Regions from separate parts of the Ovis aries genome. Here region 1 is linked to region 2. Evidence: chromatin contacts called from public Hi-C data. All regions are on one chromosome and are shown on one strand. The core of a region is the stretch at or near the end of the contact, and the rest is flanking DNA. Distances in the headings are between cores, read along the strand shown. Region 1 holds the start of TRPM5 (transient receptor potential cation channel subfamily M member 5). Region 2 holds the start of CDKN1C (cyclin dependent kinase inhibitor 1C).

Region 1 (3,057 bases), core at 487-2,986, 440 kb after region 2:
GGTGAGCGCAGGTGGCACCTGGCGTCTCCTGCCTGCAGTGGGCGCCCCCCAAGCAGAGCCCTCGAGGGCTGCAGCCCCCTGCCCCCGAGGCTCCCTCATGGCGGTGGCTCCCGCAAACGCCAGCCCGCACCCCTCGTCCACTCACTGGCTGCGTCGCCCCTGCAGCTCCGGTCCTGGGTCTGGGAGACTCCGTGGCCGACGGTCCCTGGCAGGAAGCAGGCAGGCAGCACCCGAGTTCCCCTCGGAGGGCCAGGCCTCCTGCAAAGTCGCGCCAGCTGACCCTGAGAGACCAGGGGAGCTGCTGAGCCTGTGCGGCGGGGGCGGGGCATGCGGGGAGACAACAGGGGGGCCTCTGAGGTTGGACGAGGCTGTGAGGAGGAGGCCAGGTGGCCGGAGAGGTGGGCAGTGGGCAGGCCAGGCCGGCGGGTTCCGGGCTGGGTGTCAGTGCTGAAGCAATAGGGAGCGATGGAGACTTGCAGGCATGGAGGAGCGGAGCCTGGTACTAGGCTGGGGGTGGCCAGAAAAGGGCATCCTGGGGGCAGCGGTAGAGGGCAGGGCTGGAACAGAGGGCGGGAGGAGGGGAAGTACCGTGTGCCTCCTGCCCCACAGGCTCGAAGTTCTGGGGAGACCCCCTCATCCTCCACATCGCCTGGGCGGGACACTGGCAGGACCCCCAGGGGGGCCGGGCCCCAGGCCAGCAGGCGTGTGTGACCCAGTCCCACCCCCTTGCCAGGGCTGGGTCTGGCCTTCTGCCCAGGAACCCCGAGGTCAGCATCTTCCCCCCAGAATCTGGTCCTCAGGCTCCCAGGCCCGGGATCTCAGGCGGCCCCTCCCCTCCCTGGGAGCGGGGGCTGGGGGGCTCCAGGCTACACTATGGCCGCTCCGGACCTTCACAGCCGTCGTGTGCAGAGACACAGCGGCCTCTGCGGGCCAGGCCTCATCTACCGGCCCCAACTCAGCCTGTGGTCTCGGGGTGCCCTCTGGTGGCCAATGGGCCCAAGCGGAGAGGACTTCGGCGGTCCCAGAGCTGGGCCTGGACCCGGCCTCCCACCCAGCCCTGAGCTCAGGGGGTGAGAGGTCCCAGGAGGGGCCCCTCGGGCCTTGGAAAGGGGCGCACGGACGTGTCACCTGCTCCCGTGAGTTACTGCAAACCCTAGAAGCGGAGCTGCTCGGATCCCCATTTTCCAGGGAAACCAACGCCCAGAGTTAGAGAGACAGGATTTGCAGGGCGTGAACCAGGACGTGGGCTCCAGGGCCCCGGGGGCCTCCCTGCGCTGCTCCTCAGTGGAGCGACAGTGTCCGTGCGAAGTCTGCTCGCTGACAGCCGCCTGCCCACCCCTCCAGGACAGCACTCCTGGGGGGCTGACACCTCTCTGCTTGGCGGGACCCAGGAAGGGAGGGGACAGTCTCTGCCCCCTCCAGGGACGGCTGGGCTGCACCCTCTGGGATCAGCCACATCCACCTGCTGGAGAAATGGAGGAAGCAGAGACACAGGAGAGGCGACGCGGCCAACCCCCACGGGACCGCCTCTCGACCCCAGGAGACTGGTGCTGCCCAAGGGGTCCCTGGGCCCATCAGAGAGGGACGGCTGGCCCTTGCGCCCGGTGGCTTGGCCAGAGCAGCCCTGTGGGCTGGGCCGGGCCGAGATCAGGTGGCGCCCAGCTCTGCTCACAGCATTGGCTGCCCAAGTGCCAGGCGTGGAGGGCAGGGAGGGGCAGGCGGGCAGGCTGTGGGCCCCTCCACCCATCCCTTGGCCGGCAGTCACACGTTTGGGCCTCAGGGAGAAAGCAGGCAGGTAGGAGCCCGGCCGCCAGCCCCGGGGGGGAGGAGGGGGTGCCCTGCCCCCCGGTCACTTCCTGCCCCGTGCCTCGGTTTCTCCCCTGGACCCTGGAATGAGTCTTGCCTTCCTGGGGCTGCAGATGGACGGTCCCTCCGTGGGTAAGGCGGGGTGTCTGGGAAGGAGCCTGCAGAGGGCCTGGTCCAGAGGAGCAGCCCCGGGGCCCTGGGGGCCAGACGCAGGGAGCTGGCGCTCATAGCCGGGGCCCGTCTGGTTGGGGGCTGAGTGCTGGCTGCAGAGTGTGGGACCCCTGGGCTCCCCGTCCTGGTCACCACGTTCTACCATCTCGGGAGGGAGGGGCAGGCCCGAGCGGCCAGGGGCTGGCCCCCGTGACGTGGCCCTGGGAGGGCCCGGGCTGGGACCCCTGGGGCCTGGCTGCCAGGTCCACGGCACTGGGGCCGCTTCCAGAGACCCCTGGCCAGGGGTGGCCGTCTGCCCCTCTGCCCGCTCCGAGCACGAGCCCCAGCACCTCCGCTGCCGGAGCTGAAGAGCTTGCCTCCATTCTGTTCTGCCTGTCGGGGGTGGGGGGTGGGGTTCCAGCGGGGATGACTCAGGACCCCCGGGCGCCTGGCCTCCCCCGCCCCCTCCAGGAACAGGGCCCTCGAGCCCGGACACCTGCTCATGCAAATCTGCTATTTGCATGTCCTTCCCGCTCCGGCCCCATTTGCCTGGAGCCCCTCCCGCCCCCAGCGCTCAGTGCCGCCCCCCGCCCTGGTGCTTGGGGCCACCTCCACCATGCTCAGTGACCCCCAGGACTCAGCGCAGGGCCCAATGCCCCTCAGCCCCTGGGCTGGGAAGCCAGAGGCCAGGGACCAGGCTTCGGAGTTGGGGGTGAGGGGTGTGGGGTGAGGGGTCAGGTGGTGGCCCCAGGGAAGGCAAAACTGGGGCTTCGGACCACCTGCCTCTCAGCAAGGAAAGGGCAGCGTGGGCTGGCGGGAGAGCACCACAGCACCCCTCCTGAGACAGAGGCCAGCCCCAGGCCCCTCGCCTCTGGGGGAGCAAGCCTGGGGCTCATGGACCGTGAGCACTCCAGTGCTGCCCAGGCCTCCCACACACCGGGCCAGGGCGCGTCCAGCGGTGGGGAGGGAGGCTACCCCCCACAAGCCCTGCCTTGTCCCCGCCAAATGGTGGGAAGGCTCCCCACGTCACTGCCTGCACTCTGTGGTTGAAGAGCATCCCCCAAGTTCACGTCCACCCTGAATCTCAGAATGCTTGGAAAG
Region 2 (3,447 bases), core at 573-3,072:
AAGAAATTGACACAAAGCATCACCTTTGGTCTTGCTCTCCAGAGCCAAGAGTGGTAACCTGCCCTGTCCCTCAGCTGGGTTGATGCCCCTCCCTTCAAACCTTGCCTCCCCTGAGCCACCTCCGGGGCGTCTGCAGTGTAATTCCCCGAGTGTCCCGGAACCCACAGGGGAGGCAGACAGGTGGGGTTGGGCCAGCCTCCTCTCACCTCCTTCACTGGGCCCTGGGCTCCCCCGGGTTCTGCTGGGCCCTGCAGCAGGCACCTGGCAGGTCACATCCCTGCCTGGGCTGCAGGAGGCACTTCCTAGGCTCTCAGCCCCAAGACGGGCTGGGCCAAGGCGAAGCAGATGAGTGCGATGGTCTCCTGTGACCCGGCTCAGAGAGCACCAAGGAGTGGGAGGCGGGCGGTCATGACCCTGCTTGGCAGAGCCTTCCCTTTCTGGGCTGGCCTCTCGGCCTGCCACTGTGGTTCGGCACACTAGCATTCTTAGGGGTGTACTTTTCAACTAACAGTGTTTATGGGTGCAAATGAAGGGGTGCCAGCCTTCCAGGATGGAGGAAGAGAGGTGCAGCTCTGGAGCAGAGCTGACTGCCCGCCCGTAATTTGGGGTTTCCCTTGGTGACAGAGATAGGGTTGGCCCAGAGGGTCAGCATTCAGCATAGGCAGTCAGGGGCCCAGGCTGGGCAGGGCCAGACCACCCCAGTGGAGAAGCCTCCAGTGCCCTGCCCACTGTCGAGCACTACAGCCTCTAGCCAACCAGCCTGGGCAGTCTGGACCCCCCGCCCCTGGCCAAGCCCTATGCAGCTGAGCACCCAGTTAGTGACGTGGTGATGGGCACAGCCAGTTTCCCATCCACGGAGCAGGGTGGGTGGCCTCAAGAGCTAGGGTCTTCAGACTCTGGCCCCAGACGACTACAGCTGGCCCTCAAGGTGTCCGCCACTTTGCCCTCGGAGAAAACAGGGGAGCAGAGCTTTCCCCCGCCGGGTCCCCCAGTTCCCTCTTCCTGTTAGCGCGAAGGCCTCCGGTCTACGGGTGTTAGCGCTCTAGGTGCGCGGAACCCCTGCAGGGACACAAGCTTTGGGCGTGGCTGGCCGCGCGGGGGCAGCCGAAGACCCCCTCTAGCTCCAGTCAGAGACGAGCCGTCCGCGGCGGCTTAAAGGCCCGTCAACTGGCACCGGAGGCCCAAGGCCGAGCGCAGGCGGCCGGGCTGGAAGACCCCCGGGGGGCCAGTTGGGCCAGGCTGCACGCCGGTCCTGCCGGGGGTCGTCGCCCGCCAAGCCCGAGAGGGCGCGCAGGCTGGGGTGGGGTGGGGGGTCCCGCGCCACCATCGCCTAGCAGCCCCCGCCTCGCAGACAAAGGAGCCGGCGGGGGGCGGGAGCGGGGGGGGGGGGCCGGGGGGATGGGGCGAGGGGGCGGGGCGCCGCGGTGTCACGTTACCGCCCGCAGCGCCCTTTAACTCCGGCCCCGCCCCGCGCCCCGCCCCCACCCCCGCCGCCGCGCGCGCCCCGCGGCCTGCCAATCGGCCCTCGCGCCCCGCCCCGCCCTCGGGTGGGTGTGTGCGCGGGGCCAATGGGCGGCGGGCGGGGGCCGGGCCGCCGGAGGGGCGGGGGTAGCGCGGCGCCGGCCAATCGCCGCGGTGTTGTTGAAACTGAAAATACTACATTATGCTAATTGCATCAGGGCCCGCGCGCGGGGGGGGTGGGACCCTCGCGTATAAAGGGGCGCGCGAGGACTGGGCGTTCCACAGGCCAAGTGCTCTGCGCTCGGTGGGTGCCAGCCAGGCCAGAGCCAGCCGAGCGAGCGAGGACAGGCACAGAGGGGGCGCGGCCAGCGGCCGGACGACACCGCGAGCGAGCCTCAGGAGCAGTCAGCGGCCCGACAGCCAGGTAGCCGCCGCGGGACACTCCCGCCGCGTCCCTGTGCAAACGCAGACTCCCGCTGCGCGGGGTCTCACTTGCGCGCGGCCCCCGCCCTATTTCCCTCCCCTCCTCCTTTTCCTCTCCTCTCCTGCCTCCCGGCCCCCGCAGACCCCGGACACGTCCGACGTGTGTCTCCGCAGAGCATTGGCAATGGAGCGCCTGGTCGCCCGCCGCACCTTTCCCATGATCGCGCGCACCAGCGCCTGCCGCAGCCTCTTCGGGCCCGTGGACCACGAGGAGCTGGGCCGTGAGCTGCAGATGCGCCTGGCCGAGCTGAGCGCCGAGGACCAGCGTCGCTGGGACTACAACTTCCAGCTGGACATGCCACTGCGGGGCCCCGGGCGCCTGCAGTGGACCGAGGTGGACAGCGACTCCGTGCCCGCCTTCTATCGCGAGACGGTGCAGGTGGGGCGCTGTCGCCTGCTCCTGGCGCCTCGTCCCCGCCCGGACGGCGCGGTCAATAGCCCGCCTCCCGGGCCGCCGGCCGATGAGTCCCTCGACGGCCTCGAGGAGGCGCCGGCGTCGCCGTCCAGCGGCCCGGCCGTAGCGCCTGCCCAGGCCGCGGCCCCGGCGCCTCAGGAGGGCGCTGAGCAGGAGGCGGTCCCTCCGCCGCGCGGCCAGGAGCCCCAGGCCGAGCCGCCGCACTCAGGGATTTCGGGGCGCCCCGCGCCGGGCACTGCCGCCGCTGCCACCAACACCGCCGCCAGCGGCGCCGCTGTTGCCACCACTGCCGCCGCCGGAGGCGCCGCGATCAAGAAGCTGTCCGGGCCTCTCATCTCCGGTGAGTCCCGCGCGGCCCCGCCCCGGCCCGGCTCGGCCCTGCTTTGTCCGGCCGGCCGGGTTCCCCGGCCCTCGGGGGCCTCGCTTGGTCCCCGCCTCCTCCGTGGCGTTAAAGGGCCCGCAGCGCGCGCGGCGAGGCTGCCCCTGCACCCCGTCCCCACCCTGTGGTCGTGCTCTCGAGAGGTTCGCCCGGGAGGGTTGGGAGGGCGCGCCCTGGTCCCCTCCGAGCACGATCCTCGCCGAGGCCGCCGAAGCCCCTCCTCGGGCGCGGCCCGGCGCCCCGATCGCGGCGCGGAGGGGGTTAAGCGCGGCGGTAGCCCCGGGGGGCTTGGCCGCGGGACAAGGGGAAATGCTTACACAGCGCATTGCGCGGCGACGTAAACAAAGCTGACCCGCCGCGGACCTCGGCGCGGGCGGGGACGGCGCCCCCACCGCGGCCCAGCAGCCGCCCGCGCGCCCCCCCCACGCCGCTCAGGCCCCTTCTCAGACTCCCCGGCCCGCCCCGCCATGACCGGCTAGGCGTGCTGTCGCCCTCAGACTTCTTCGCCAAGCGCAAGAGACCCGCGCCCGAAGCCAAGGCGTCGAACGAGGTTCCCGCGGGATGCGCCGCGCCTGGCGCCGCTCCAGCCGTCGGCTCGGCTGAGCAAACCCCGCGCAAGCGGCTGCGATGAGAGGTGAGGGCGGCGGCCGCGGCGGGGGGTGGGGGTGGGGTGGGGCGGGGCGCCCCGCGCGGTCCTCGAGGCCCCTGT

Evidence for each region. Hi-C and Micro-C count contacts between places; a contact is called where the count stands out from the background.
Region 1: a contact with region 2 is called in a Hi-C map of liver, with 7 times the contacts expected there. The contact joins the promoter of TRPM5 here to the promoter of CDKN1C in region 2. A contact is called at or near these places in 10 of 16 Hi-C or Micro-C datasets (blood, hypothalamus, liver and 6 more).

What each region holds. Positions count from the first base shown.
Region 1 is chr21:45,544,994-45,548,050 of ARS-UI_Ramb_v3.0, forward strand. It overlaps TRPM5 (transient receptor potential cation channel subfamily M member 5), which reads left to right and starts at 1,737. Exons shown (of 26, transcript XM_042237929.2): 1 at 1,737-1,795.
Region 2 is chr21:45,105,341-45,108,787 of ARS-UI_Ramb_v3.0, forward strand. CDKN1C (cyclin dependent kinase inhibitor 1C) reads left to right here and starts at 1,823. Exons shown (of 4, transcript NM_001142510.1): 1 at 1,823-1,885; 2 at 2,059-2,699; 3 at 3,236-3,372. The coding sequence starts at 1,823. The coding sequence ends at 3,369.